2 separate regions of the Mus musculus genome follow, and region 1 is linked to region 2. The links are chromatin contacts, called in public Hi-C maps. All regions are on one chromosome and are shown on one strand. The core of a region is the stretch at or near the end of the contact, and the rest is flanking DNA. Distances in the headings are between cores, read along the strand shown. Region 1 has its middle 5.1 kb from the start of Gm41997. Region 2 has its middle 5.9 kb from the start of Gm52635.

Region 1 (6,700 bases), core at 341-2,840, 140 kb after region 2:
TGGAGAAACCCGATTACCTTGTAGGTATGTCCATTGGGGCTTCATGTGGTGTCCCTCTAAATGCAAAGAAAGCCCCATTTCTTTCTTTCTTCACAGTGGTAGTCAAGGAGCCCAGCAGGGCTGGCCAGTGACAGAAAGGTCTCTGTCAGGTCTGTCCTGCCTCTGCCATTTGGTGCTGCGTGGATCTGTGAACCTGGACAGGCTTTCTTTGAACCCTCTGTAAACTTCAATTTTCTCATTTACAAAATGGGATAATATCAATTTCTGCCTTCTAAATGTAAAGGATTGTAAACTGATGCCCACAAATTACTTAAGATGGCTTTTGTCAGAAAATGTCACACATCCACTCTTTGGGACTCAGCCTGCGAGTCCCACATGCAGTTTAGAGTTCTGTAAATAGAATTGTAAGTTCGTTTACGTGTTTCATCTTTTCTTTTCGGTCAAAAACAATGTTGAAACTAGATGGGCTACCACAAACCCACACAGGAGCTTGCCTGCGGCTTGGGGTAGGTGACTAACTTGGCAGGAGAAACTAAAGCTCTTTGGGGTAATACCTGAAAACCAGAGTTGTGTTTCTGCATTTTCAGAACAAACAGCAAAGCGAAAGTCTTGGCTGCATCCACAGAACCTGTTCTTTAGGGCACGGATTTGATTGGTGGTTTGCTTTTTTGTTTTGGTTTGGTTTTTTTTCCAACCACGTTCTCTGCTTGAAAGCAAATCCTATTTATGGCTAGCGCTGTTTTTTCAATTAGGTTTATTTTCATTTTCCCATAGGCCATGTTAGCTGAGAACGTCCAGAAGTTTATTTGTTTTTCCTTTATGTCTTATGATGGTTTTAAAATAAAACACACAGCACTTATCTGTGAGATTTCTTTTGAAATACCGGTGTGTCCGAAATTAGTTTGTTTGCTCCCTCCCCCTCCCACCACACACAATCACACATACAGTACCACCGTGCATGTAAGCGCAAAAATGCTGTCAGAGTGTAATCGTGGTCCGTTTTCGTAGAAAACTTAAAGCAGGGTCAGTCCCGTCTCGCTAATTTAGGACTGTGTGTGTAAACTAGCGCTTAGCAGGTCAGACTTAAAAACGATGACACCTCTAGGACTGGCTTTTTCTAAAAAATTTACGCTGAAAATTAGAAAACCGTTTTTCTGACTCCAAGGTTAACATTAGTAATATGTTCTCTATACCAGGTCCCATGTTTGGGGGGAATGGGGTAGGAGATAAACTCATAAACAAAAGCCCACATCGCTTAATAGTTTTGTAATGGAAAAATATTCTCTGGTGAAATAAATATTTCGGGGAAACGACCTGGGCCCTCCGGATGGGGAGCGCCCACCCTCTCCGCTCTGCCTGCTGTGGGCGGTAACCGGGTGTCCTCATCCTAGGGAGATTGCTCTGCATGAGTCTGGGGATCCCTGGGTCTGGAAGCGCGTGTGCAGCTGCACAGAGACTCTGTCCCCGGGGGAGGTGGTGGTGGAAGGAACCTGGGCTTGCCCCCTGGCGCCTTGAGCCCACTAGGGTCCCTGGCGTCACCGCGCCGTTGCCTGCTCCTCCCCTCTCCGCGGACAGCAGCTGCGGCCAGGGATCCAGTGCAGAACCGCCCTGACTGCGCCCTGTTCCTCTCTCCAGCCACCCTCCCTCCCAGCTCCTATGCGGACTCCGCTCCCCTCTTCCCACCCCACCCCACGCCCCGTCTCCACGTTCCCCACCTCTCCCCCGCTGATCTACCTCTCTCTCCCCTTCACTCCTTCCCAACTCTCTGACTGCTCCTTCATCTTTTGTTTTTCCTCTACTCCCCTTCCTTCTTTCCCAGTGCCGGTCCCTTATTTACTTCACCCTATCTTTCTTCATTGCTAACTCCCACCGGTCACCGAACCCCTTCCCCCTCTCTCTCCTGCAGCAAACTATCCTTTCTAGTCCCCTCTCCCTGCTTCGTGCCCCCTCTCCTGTTTCCCTCCGGCCTTCTCCCCTCCAGCTCTGGTTTTGTGGCTCTCCCACGCTGTTGCTATGGAGTCGCCCAAGGCTGCTGGCCTGGCGCTAGCTGCCCTGAGGCCCCAGGAACAGAGCAGTGACTCTAGCCAACTCTGAGGCGCCGCACCCTTTCGGGGGTCCAGGAACAAAGCGTGCCCCGCCCTGCCCAACTGTGTGAGGCTTCCATGAGACCTTCAGGCGCCCCAGGCCCTGGGGCTTAAGACCACCTATAATCTGATCGCCTCCAGCCTCTGCGGGCGGGCGGGACCCTGGGACCAAGGTGACAGCTGCACTCTCCAGTGCAACCTACCTTCCTGGTCCCTTGAAGACCACTCTCTCACGCCCACCCTTGGAGGTGTCACTGGGGCCGGCCAGATGGCCCTATTTTATAGGACTGACCCCTTTTGTTGGGGGTCTTAAGAGCACCCAGGCCAATTTACATAGGAAAATGGGGTTTGTGTCCCCAATTCAGTGTAGTGCCCTGACAGCCGGTGGCCTTGTCTTTGTGTAAGGACCCCACAGCCTGTTGTTTAAAGTGGCTTATGTGTGCAGATGTGTGAATGTGAATAGAAATCACCAGGAAGCAGTAGCTCCCGTCTTGCTCCCAGGTCCTGTAGGAAACCTATCAGGCTGGGTACTGATAAACCCCTGATACCTCTGATGCTCTTCCACATCCCATAGCTGATTGTTTAGGTCTGATTCCTAAATCTTTGGAAGAAATCTTAGGAAGATTCCCGAAGTCTTTGCCATTTGCATTTAGGTCCTTGCTTGGGAAAATTGTAAGGCTGTACCTAAGAGGAAGACAACTTGGACTTTAAAAACGTTCTTGACGAAAGATCTAATCTAATTGCTTGTCTTGATGCACTCTGACTCAGCTGTTTGAGGATATGTGCTGGAGCAGGCTGAAAGCTATCATTTGTTTGGTTTGGAATCACTAGCTTAAACATGTGTACTTAAGTGGTGGAGTAAGAGGACACAGAGAAATTTCTTATTTTATCAGCAAGGAATTTGAGTCACAAGAGTTAAGACAATTTTCCCAAGATCACACAGCTCTGCAGGGTATAATCCCAGTGGTCTGAGCCCATGAAAGTCGACAGAAAAAAGGGTCTGGGCTGTGTGAACTCTACTGACATCCAAGCCCCAGGAAGCTAAGGGAAGATGGCCTTATGTTCAAGATCAACCTGAGCTACACTGACTTTGTCTCAAAAACAGACAAAACCCCAAACCCAAAACAGACAAAAGAAGATGACGGGGAGAAAAACTTATAAAAGTCTGGGACCCCTTGAAGCACTTCCATCAGCTGCCTCCAGTTCCCACCAGGTCCCCGAGGCCACCAGCTCGTTATGTCTTAGGAGAATTCAAAGGACTTCTCTCTTCAGCCTTTGCAGCTTCAGGTGGCTTTCTCCATCTGTGTTGGAAGCAGTCCCACCACTACAATTGTCAAGAATCCTGTTCTAGGACCCATTTCTATCAAAATGATTATTTTGTGACAAAATAGCTGAGAGCCCCTTCTGTACCCCTGTGGGGTAGAAAGTGGTGCTAAGGACTGGCTTGGAAAGGTTCTGGACAGCTTAGCTGCTCTGTACCGTGCATCAGGGACTATGGTAAAAGGATTCTGCTGGCTAACCTTCCAGTTCGGTTCTATTGCTGCCTGAAGCCCTGAATGAGTTTATGGTGCTTTAGTTAAGAATGCCTCTGCGAAGGTCTTTAGCTCACTGTACCTCAGTATGTTAAGAGGCAGGTTGAGGGGCTGGAGGCATAGCTCAGTAGTTAGGAATGGTCACCGCTCTTAGAGATAGATATTGCTTTACTTCTACAGGTGATGGGTAGTTCACAGCCTGTAACACCAGTTCTAGGGGTTCCCTGTCTGGCCCCATGGGTACCCACATACACAGAGACAAACACATAATCTTTCATTTAAAAAGGATTATATTTTTAAAATTATGTATACGTGTGTATGTTTGTGCACATGAATGCGCACTATCTTTGGGGGCCAGAGGAGGGTGTTGGGGCCCCCAGAGCTGGAGTTCTATGGGTCATTAGTTATGTTATGTGGGTGATGGGAACCAAAGTTAGATCCTCTGCAAGAACTGTTAAGAATTCTTAACGAGGGGCTGGAGAAATGGCTCAGTGGGTTAGAGCAGTGACTGCTCGAAAGCCCAGCTCTGACTCCAGAGATCCGAGTTCAATTCCCAGCAACCGGTGGCTCACAACCATCTGTAATGGGATCCAATGCCCTCTTCTGGTATGTCTGAGGACAGCTACACTGTACTCATACACATAAAATAATCTTTAAGGGGGGGGGATCCTTAACAAGTGAGCCATCTCTTCAGTCCCACAGAGATCTTACATACCCTTTTTTTTTTTTTTTTTTGAGAGAATCTGAGTCCACACACTACATTTCATAGAGGGGATTGAGCAAGGACACACGGCTGGATTGGAACTGAAGACGCATGTTAATTTCTGTTCTGCTTCTCAGAACAGATCAAGTTAAAAATTTTTCTGTTTCCTATTTTTGGGGGCCCATATTAGTGCTAGGGTGACAGCGAGTACAAACTGTGGGGTAGAGGTGACAGATACAGAAGAGGAACTTTTCAATTCTCTGTAAAAGGATTTCCTTAGAGCATTAAGAATGCGTTATATTCTTTAAAGGAACTATATCCAAGAAAGCTATTTGAAATAGGGTCCATAGTACTTCTCTGGTTTCCTTCTTTATTTTAGCTGCTGTTTTGCATCTGTATCCATTAGCTTCTGAAGTGTAACAAATAACCCACACCACCCTGCCTTAAAGCATGAACCTGTGGATCCTCTGGGGGTCAACAGAGCTGGACTGGACACACTGAGCATTGCTGATGATGCTGGCTGGTCTGTGGACAAAGGCAGAGTCTCTGTGCTCTCAAGCTGGGTTTGGCTGAGAAAGCTTAGGTGGTTCTGTCCTGTGTCATTTATCCAGAATGTATGTCTCACAGTAATGCATGGCCGTGAGCAAGGCTTAGCATTGTAGACCCATCTGTCTGTAGACTATTCACAGGGGCTGCTATTTTGTTCCTCCTTACCTCATAATACTTGATCAAAACAGGCCTCAAAGCTTTGTCCAGAGCAGAGACTGTGACAAAAGAAGGGGACCGAGGGGCCACTGCTGCAGTAGACCCTGGAACTGACAATGCCAAGCACACATATTTAATTTAGAGTTATTTATGTTGATTTCTCTCAGGTAGAATGTGTGCTGGGTGGCAGGGGTCTTCATCTCTTCACTTACTGCTGTGCACATGAGAGTTGTTTTAAATGCTGACTTGACTAGGAAGGCGACCTTAGCTATTTTCACTTACACAAAGATTAGGACTTCCAGAGACGGAATGTAAGTCTTCAGCTTATTCCTCAGTGATGATTACAACGTTTTGATTGAGCCAGGTGTTCACACCAGCTGTCCCAGAGCTTAAGATGCTAAAGGCAAGATCACCATGAATTCAAAGCCAGCCTGGGCTACAGAGAGAGAGAGAGTTCTAAACTGGACTGGGCTGCAGATACATTGTTTCAAAATTAAACAATTGCTGGTGGTAATGAATCTGGCTTTTAATTCAATCACTTAGGGTGCAAAGGCAGGCAGATTTCTGAGTTTAAGGCCAGCCTGGGCTACAGAGTGAGTTCCAGAACAGCCAGGGCTACACAGGAGTACCCTATCTTGGAGTCCCCAGACTCTCAAACCAACAAAATTAAATAATCACAAAATCAACAAGAACAAACTTGACTGACTTAAAATTGTCTGACAAAATTGTCTGACTTACCTGTGTTTCCAGAAACTTCCAGCTTTCAGAAGCTGCTGGCTCTTCCAAGATATACCCCTTAAGCTTTTATTTAAAAAAAAACAAAACAACAACAACAACAAAAAACAACAAAAAACCCCCTAAACTTCAAAATATTTAACATTTTTTCTAGAGCATATAAACAGTACTATATAACAATAGTTCTTACTTGAGTGAAAATTAGAAGTGGGGAGAAGAAATGTTTACTTGTATTTTATTTAGTACATGCCTGGCTTCATAAATAGCTTTCTTTGCCCCCCCCCCTCACCCCCGTTTGTTTTGTTTGTTTTTATCTTGTTTTGAGACGGTTCTCAGTGAATAAGTCTGGCTGGTCTGGAACTCACAAAGATCTTTCTGCTTCTACGTTCTCAGTGCCGGAATGAGAGGTGTACACTACCACACCCAGCCACAAAAGGGGTTTTCTTAAGGTTCTGATTTCCAGGGCAAGCTCCTATGCAATGCACTTCTTATTCCTTTGGAATTTGAATTTGTCCTGCCATTTTTGACTGTGACAAATGATGGGGTAGGAGATGAAGTGGGTGTTAATGCTTAGTTATATAAAGGGGAGTTTTGCATATAGCTATACTTAGCAATAGGCTATTTGGGGACTCCTGTTACATGTAACACATGTCTTGAACACAGGAAGAAGCAAGGTTTCAGCTGCTGGTTGTCTAAGTCCTCACGCGGGGCACCTGAAAACTGGGTTCTAGGCAGATAATATTTTGGGTAAGAAAGGAACTAGAAGTTTGGAGCCTGAATATAACTTGGATCAAAAATAGTCACACTGCTGCCTCTCTTGTTATACATTTGGGATGTCATGAACTTTTCTCAGACTTCCTCTACAAAGTTCGATGAACGTTTGCCTGATTATTAGAAAGATCCTCCAAAGGGTAAACTTGCCTTTAATTGCAGGCCTTGGG
Region 2 (7,785 bases), core at 838-3,337:
TCCACCAGAAGTCCTTCTCTGCCAAGGGGTACCTTGAAGATTCACAGTGGGGTTCCCTCAACTCTGGACATTTAGTTGGCCCCAGCCAGGTAGAGATCAGAAGGTAGGAGGAAAGCCTAAGTCAGATAATTATCCTTTCCACACTCCCTCCCGATTTAGCATCCCAATTCTAATTTGTGTTTTTTAGGGGGGGTGCGCCTTAAATTTTGCACACAGACTCATTTTCTCCCACAGCACCTCTTTCCCGGGATTCGGTAAACACTCTCCCTCCATTCCTTTCCTCCCTTCCCTCCCCTCCATGTCCTCCGGTCAAGGATATGGGTGGTTTCTGGTGCTGTCTCTGGATTTGAGCTCTGTGACTAAAACTCTCAGGCTAGAACCCTGACTCTTCCAGGAAGTTACAGTTCAAGCATTTTAACAAGATTCCTGCTACCTGGTACAGTACAAAGATCACTTGCTTGCCAAAAATACGAATTGGTGCACTAGGAGACACCATCTTGCATTTCTGTGGTTTAGAAAGCCAAAGGTTCGTTTCTAATTTGAACATTTTTGCTGTTTGCATCAAGGAAACAAATACGTATCTTTAATTTGACTCACTTCAGGGATAAGACCCTTGGGATTTCAACTGTCCCGAGGCTCAGTGCAGTACTCTGGAACAGCCCAGTGAAATGGCTCACGGCGTGGTCTGGTTCCGGCTCAACTAGAAAACCCTGAAATACAGGAAAAGGTACATTGCTGTAAGTTTCTCTGAGTGGGACGAAGGTACAATCTAGTTGTGAGGACTCTGTTACTAGAACGGTGAAAACGATAGGTCAACCCACCAATTGGAAGCATTCCCTCTTCAGTGCCTGCTTCACCTACCCTGAATTCCTCATTGTGTGCAGTTTAGCCTCTCAAACAAAATCAAAGACTTGGACACGGGGCGGTGGGGGGGGGGGGCGGGGGCAGGACGGGGGAATTCTGTTTGTATGTTTGCTTGTTTGTTCTATGCATGTGTCTGTATGTGGGTCTATGTACATGAGCACAGGTGTCCTCCACCCTCCCCTGTAGAGTTGTTATGGTTGTCAGTAGGTGCTGGCCACTGAACTTCACTGTTAACTATTTAACCATGTCTCAGGCCCACTGTTATAGCTTCCTGGGGATCAAACCTAGGGTCCTGCATATGCTACAGTAGGCGTTCTTCTCCTGAGCCACACCCCAAGCTATATGTTTTCTATGGGATGTTTTCTCCCTTTCCGGTCATATCAGTGTTCCCCAAATTAGGGGACCCAGATTTTTGACCAGCTTTTGTCAGAAATGCCAATTCTTGCTCTTAATTATAAGCTCTGAGTGTTGGATGCAGTAGTCTGTCTTCAAAGCCTACAGATATTTCTAATGCGTGAGGGTTTGACAACCATTGGGTTTGGTTCTGTTTCGAAAGCCTAATTCTATAAAGAACTTCTATCAAGTGAGGATTGAGTTCTATTCAAAGATAATGCTGATATTATTTCCCAAGGTCTGTGTGAGAGACAAGATAGCAGGACAACAGATGTCATGCCCCAAACCATGAGTAACAAACAAACGAGGGTTGGCTCTCCTGAAGTTAGCATGTCAGTTCCCAACCATGAGGTCTGAGTGGATTTTGGAAAGCTACATAGAAGACGCCAATGCAGAGCCCTATGCCATGCTTCAGAGCACCTAGTCTCATGAAGTGTTTAATCATCCAACATTATTTGTATCTAGCTGAAAGAATCAAGACATGACCTTGCTAACATCATCTCAATTTTAAAGCACAGGTTTCTGATTACCCTGTAATGAAATAATCGTTTACCCGTTTTTCTCTATGGGAAACCCACTTCTTAGCTCAATGAAGGCAAACCAAGTGCACACAGAGCCGCCACTGTCCATGATAAACGTCCTGGGAGGGGATGCTTCGGACGAAGTATCCAATGTGTATTTGTTGGATACAAATTGTATCTTCTGGCATTCCCGTTTCTTTTTCTAGGACAAAAGGCTATTTTTGATATATGTGCACCCCTCCCCCAGCCACATCCCACAGCTTCCGATGGAAAGGCAGCATGGGAGTGTGGGAGGGCTGGTTTCTAATCTAGGGATTCCCTCAGTCGGAAACTAACGATGTCTCACAACGCGAGTGCATCTTTAATCTCACAATGAATAATGTATAGTGGTTTAGAGAAAGATTTAATAAAAGATCCCCGTGTTCCAAAGCCAGTGATTTGGAAGTCGCTAGTTCCTCCCTCTGTCCCCTCCCAGCGCAATCTGTCACCACGCCGTACCGATTCGAGATGCCGAAGCATTCTCAAACCTGTCCTTTTCTTTCCATTCTTGTTACAACTGCTTTTGCTTCAGATCCAGACTTTTAATTGGACTTCCTCTCTCTTGCTCCCTTGTGCCTCATTGTCATGACAACCAGAAAGACTTGTCTTAATTTCATATCGCTTCTCTATTGTAAAAAAAAAACGTCCTCATCTCCTACCTGAGGAAGTCCTGGGCAAGCCGACCTTGCACCTCTTCTCATGTCTCCTCAATATTCTAGCTTTAAGCTTTCTGTATAAGCCAGTCTGTCTGTTTCCCATCTTCCAAACACTGCTTTCCAGCTGTCTTTTCTCCTAGACTTTCCTTTCTCTAGGCCAAGAAGAAAATACATGGTATTTCCTTCAAAAACCCTGCTGAAAGGCAAATTCCTCTAGCTAGACTCCCTAGCCTAAAAAGAAGGAGTTTCTCTTACCCCTCTACCTCAGACACAACCTTGTAACACATCACCTAATTATTTTAGTTACTTATAGGTTGCTGGGTAGTGGTAGTCTGTGAATCAAATCAATCCCTCCTAGAGGGAAGAGAAGACTCGTGAAACACACAAAGCTGAGGAAACGTTAAAGAAAGACAGCTTGTTCAGAAAGTTATGAGCTCACAAAGAGCCCTATCCTCTGGGTTATATCAGCAGTGAACAGGCGTGGAGGAGGAGACTCTGGGGTGGAGATTCTTGTGAAGGTGAGCTTTTATGAGTCCCCATACTGAGGGAGGCTCCTCAGGGGATGCAGGCGGCAAGTAACCCCATGCTTTTATCAGAAAGCCCTATAGACTCATCAGCTCATGGGGTAGGCATGGGGGGTATTGTTGCTTTGATCCACCATTGGTGCCCTGTGTAGAATAAATAGACTGATTCGCATATCACCAGGAAAACTCACACAGGACAGGTTCTGTTCACTTTGCAGTTCCACACAAAGCCTCACAGACCGTTTAAGAAATGCCAGGAATGATGGCACACAGCAAACACTCACGAGGCAGGTGGATCTCTGAGTTGGAGGCCAGCCTGGTCTATAGAACAAGTTCTAGGACAGCCAGGGTTCTGCAGAGAAAGCCTGTGGGGGGAGGAGGGAGGAGGGGAAGAGGAGGGAGGGAGGGAGGGAGGGAGGGAGGGTTGCATTTGCTCACATTGAGTAATAACCTTTAGCCACATTGAATGTTGTTAAGCCCCAATACAAATGGAGTTTTCGTATGTTCTGTGCAGATGCTCAAAGCTGAATGGTCCGGTGTTGCCACCTGCTACCTGTAACAGGTGCCTTTATTTATTTATTTAGTTAGTTAGTTAGTTAGTTTGGGGGGGGGGGCATGAGGATCAAGAGTTCAAGACCATCTTCAGCTACATAGTGAGTTCCAGGCTGGCCTGAGTTAGCAGAGCTGTCTCTGAAGGCAGGGTTGAGGAGGATAGGGGTAGGGGGGTTAGAAGGAAGGAAAAAGCAGCGTAACATAATAACCTAGTTTTTTTATTTTTTCTTTAAAGATGGGTGTGGTGGTACAAGCCTGCAATACTTGCACTATAGAGGCTAAGACTGGAGGATTCCAGGATTGAGGCCAAGCCTGGGCTACAAGAAGAAACCCTGCTACAAGCACAGAAACAAACAAACAATATAAAGATCAGGGCTTTGTCTTGTTTTGCTTTTTGAGAAAAGGGGAGTTAGACAAGATGAACTGCTTCCTTCTCACATTCCCTCTGTGCTTTCACCGCAACTGCCAGAGATGGAAGGCGACCTTCACAATGTTGCTTCGGTAGAATTACTCACGGCCCCGGGAAGAGGGTGTTCAGTTTGGATCATCTCCTTTGATGTTTCCCAAGGTAACAGAGGCACAAAGGGAGAGAAACAACTGGGCTCTCTCTGTGGCTCAGGACATCTTTAAGAACATTCCATGTATTAGATGCCAGGCATAACCTGTGGGAGGGGCGGCAATTATTCACGGCCTTGAAGGGTGGAGCTTATGTCCCTCATTTGTGTTATCTTTCATAAGTGCATAGAAGGAATGGGGTGCCTGTCTCTGAGCCCAGCGTCGTGGCACACGCCTTTAAGCCCTTCAGTCTGGAGGCAGAGGCGGGTGGATCTCTTTACACTGGAGCCCAGAGGAGGATGAGGACCATGGGGAAGGATGAGAAGAAATGACCGTGAAGCAAAGGGTCCAGGAGGGATGGAGATGAACAGGTCGCCAAGGGATTCGCCTCAAGGTCACGATGAGAGAACAGCTACGAGGATACACAAGGACAGCGAGTCGGGTGAGACTCAAACTACGAGGAACACAGGGTCTGTGGCTAAAACAGGCATAGAACTTCCCCCAAAGAATTACAGTTACACACCCCCACATACATAATTAACAACAAAGTTTGTTAATATCATTTTTATAGCATAAGATCCCAACTCAAAAAATAAATAAAAACCATCTTTACTTTTTACTTTTTGTTTTTTGTTTGTTTGTTTTGTTGTTGCTGTTGTTTTTGAAACAGAGTTTCTCTGTGAAACAGAACCCTGGCTGTCCTGGACTTGCTTTGTAAACCAGGCTAACCTTGAACTCACAGAGATCTGAATGCCTTTCCTCCTGAGTACAGGGATTAAAGGCATGTGTGACCAAGCTCACCTTTTTCTTTTTTTTTTTTTTTTTTTTTTTTTGACTTTTTGACTTTTTGAGACAAGGTTTCTCTGTGTATCTGTGTAGCCCAGATTGTTATGGAACTTGTTCTGTAGACCAGGCTAGCCTCTCACTAAGAGAGATCTTCCTGCCTCTGCCTCCCCGGCTAGCCTCTAACTTTCCTCTGAGAGATCATATGGCCTCTGCCTCACAAGCACTGAGATTAAAGGTGTGCACCACCACTGCCCTGCTTTGTGTGCTAAATGATGGGTGTCTGTTTATGCTATAACTGGCCAGCAGGAAACATTAGCTAAAACTATCACTTGTTCACACAAGGCTCATTTGTTTTCTGTCTTCTTTTCAATGGGTAGATTCAAGCCTCCACCTGCACTCCTGATTTTTTTCCCTTCTTGTGTTCCCTGAGAACCATGCAGAGAGCATTGCAGGAGGCAGCACACACTGAAACCTGTGGAGCAAGTAAGAGTGTCGACACTGTCACCTATCAGTCAGGTATGGCGGTCATCCCCTCACTTGGGCCCAGATCACTACAAATTCAAGGCCACGCTGATCTACATAGAAAATTCCAAGCTTAGTTGTGAAGAAAACCAAAGAAGAGAGAGCCAGCTGATCCGACACAGTGAAACTGTGACTCAAAAGCCAAATAAAATAATAATGTAGAATGTAGTACATTAGATTTGGAACTTTATATAAATGGATTGAGAACTTAGAATGTACGTGAAGCAGGCAAGGGTGAGGTAGACAAGAGGGGGCAAGGCAGGGCAATGGTGAGATGGGTAGTGAGGTTAGACAGGGCTGGTCTGTGGGCCAGTTAGTGTCCACAGAGGAGAAGGGTGACGTGGAGGGTTCATCTTTGTGAGCGTGTCCTTGGGAACCTTGGGATGTTATGGGCTGAAGAGACACTTCCTCAGCTGGAAGCCTGGGCCCACACTGTGAGCCCCTTGCTTACTAGGATGATTAAGGGACACTGGTCTATAGAGCACTGGGCACAGCAGGTACTCATCTGTGCTTTGGATTGCAGTCCTTGTATTTATTCAAAGTGTTTTCAAACACATCCTCTTATTTGAGTGAGTGCAGTTCCTACTGGAAAAGATAAGGGAAGTGTCCCGCACCTCTTGTACCTTCCTACACACACATGTATATACACATGTTTGCATGCATGTGAACATACACATACATACACAAGTGCCTCCCAGCTCTAGCCATAAACACAGAAAGTGGAAATGATTTGTTAGTCATAAAAGCTGGGCATGGTGATGGGCGTGGTCACATGCTCTAGCAATTCCAAAATTTGAGAGATGGGCCCATAAGGATAAAGAGCCAAACACTGAGTGCGAAGCCAGGCCTGGTCCCACAAAAACAAAAGAACAGTAAGTTACTAATGGAGCTGAGGCAGAAATTGGCCTGTAGCTATCTATGGCTTCCCACTGCCTCATAAGCTTGAAGGCACAGCCGCAGAAATAGGCATTCCCAGTCCAGACAATGACAAGGGCGTGCTGAAAACAGTGACCTCTGTGAGCAGCCCAGAAACCTCGAGAGAAAACATAAGCGTCAAAGGCTATTTTGACACGGGAGAAAAGGTGCCTCTTGGGTTGTTAGTACCACCTCTTGGCTGGTATTAAACTTGGCCCTGCTTGGAGAAAAGGTTCCATGGAAAGTGTGTTCTAAATCTAAGACAGTGTTTTATTTTTTTCTATTGCTGTAAGAGATCATGAGCAAAGCAACTTATAAAGGAAAACATTTAAGTGGGGGCTTACTTACAGTTCAGAGGGTCAGTCCAGACCATCATGCTAGGGAGCTTGGCAGCAGGCAGGCGGGTGTGGCGCTGGGGCAGGAGCTGGGAGCTTACAAGTTGAGACAACAACTTGGAGGCAGAGAGAGCGCTGATTAGAATGGTCTGGGCTGCTGAGACCTCAGCGCCCATCCCTAGTCACACAACTTTCCAACTAGGCCACACCTCCTAATATTTCCCAAACTATTCTGCTAACTGGGGACCAAACATTCAAACTTATGAGCCTATGTGGGCCAAACCATCGAAGATGGTTTGAATAATAAACTACTTTAAAAAAGTAAAGCGCCTGCAATTTTTCTTGGGGACAGAAAATATGAAGCTTTCAAGGAACTGTAATGAAGAAAAGGAAATTTATCCATGGAATTATTATTGAATGTGAAGGTCTGGTCAATGCCTTTAACCTTTAGGAGTCTGAGACAGGAGGATTGATTCAAGGCCAGCTTCAACTATATGGTGAGTTTAAGGCCAATCTAGGCTACATGAGAGCCTGTCTAAAATACTGAAAGGAAAAGAGTACGGGGCTTCCCAGATCAGAATGGCCTGCGACCCTGGCTGTGGAGGGCTGTCCTGGTTGTTGATTAATGTGGAAGGATGGGTTCTGCCCACGGTGCTTAGCACCATTCCCTGGGCAGGTCTTGGACTATGTAGAGAGCGAGGGAAGCGCAGGCCTTCGAGAGAGGCGGCACGCAGCATTCCTCCACAGGCCCTGCTACAAGCTCCTGCTTGAGGTTTTGCCATGCCTATCCTCAGTGATGGACTGTGGCCTGTAAGCTGAAATAAACCCCTTTGTCTCCTACGATGCTTTTGGTCATAGAGTTTATCATAACAAAAAGGAGACTAGAATACTGAGGTTATAAACTAAAGAGGTTATAAAAATAAAGAATTTGGGGAAATATATCCAATCTCACAACTTCATAAAATACCTTTAGTTTGTTACACTACATGAATTTATAACAATTAAGATTTTATTTGCATTAATACAAAATTGCTTTTAAGATGTGTGTGTTTCTTACTAGCTGTGGTGGTACTCGCATGCCCTTAGTTCCAGCACTTGAGAAGCAGAGGCAGGAGGATCTCTG

Evidence for each region. A called contact is a pair of places that touch in the nucleus more often than the background predicts.
Region 1: a Hi-C map of Sertoli cells shows a contact between it and region 2, with 2.4 times the contacts expected there. The contact joins two enhancer-like sites. A contact is called at or near these places in 1 of 484 Hi-C or Micro-C datasets (Sertoli cells) and 1 of 9 other capture datasets (embryonic trunk).

What each region holds. Positions count from the first base shown.
Region 1 is chr3:9,345,546-9,352,245 of GRCm38.p6, forward strand. No RefSeq gene overlaps it. Among named protein-coding and RNA genes, the nearest start is that of Gm41997, 5.1 kb to the left of the region's middle. RefSeq lists an enhancer at 1,210-2,749. Within about 2 kb of position 1,591, at least 126 of the 459 cell types and tissues checked have an H3K27ac peak or open chromatin away from gene starts, as enhancers often do. A contact at or near this core is called in Sertoli cells, where this site is marked.
Region 2 is chr3:9,201,889-9,209,673 of GRCm38.p6, forward strand. No RefSeq gene overlaps it. Among named protein-coding and RNA genes, the nearest start is that of Gm52635, 5.9 kb to the right of the region's middle. Within about 2 kb of position 2,088, at least 11 of the 459 cell types and tissues checked have an H3K27ac peak or open chromatin away from gene starts, as enhancers often do. A contact at or near this core is called in Sertoli cells, where this site is marked.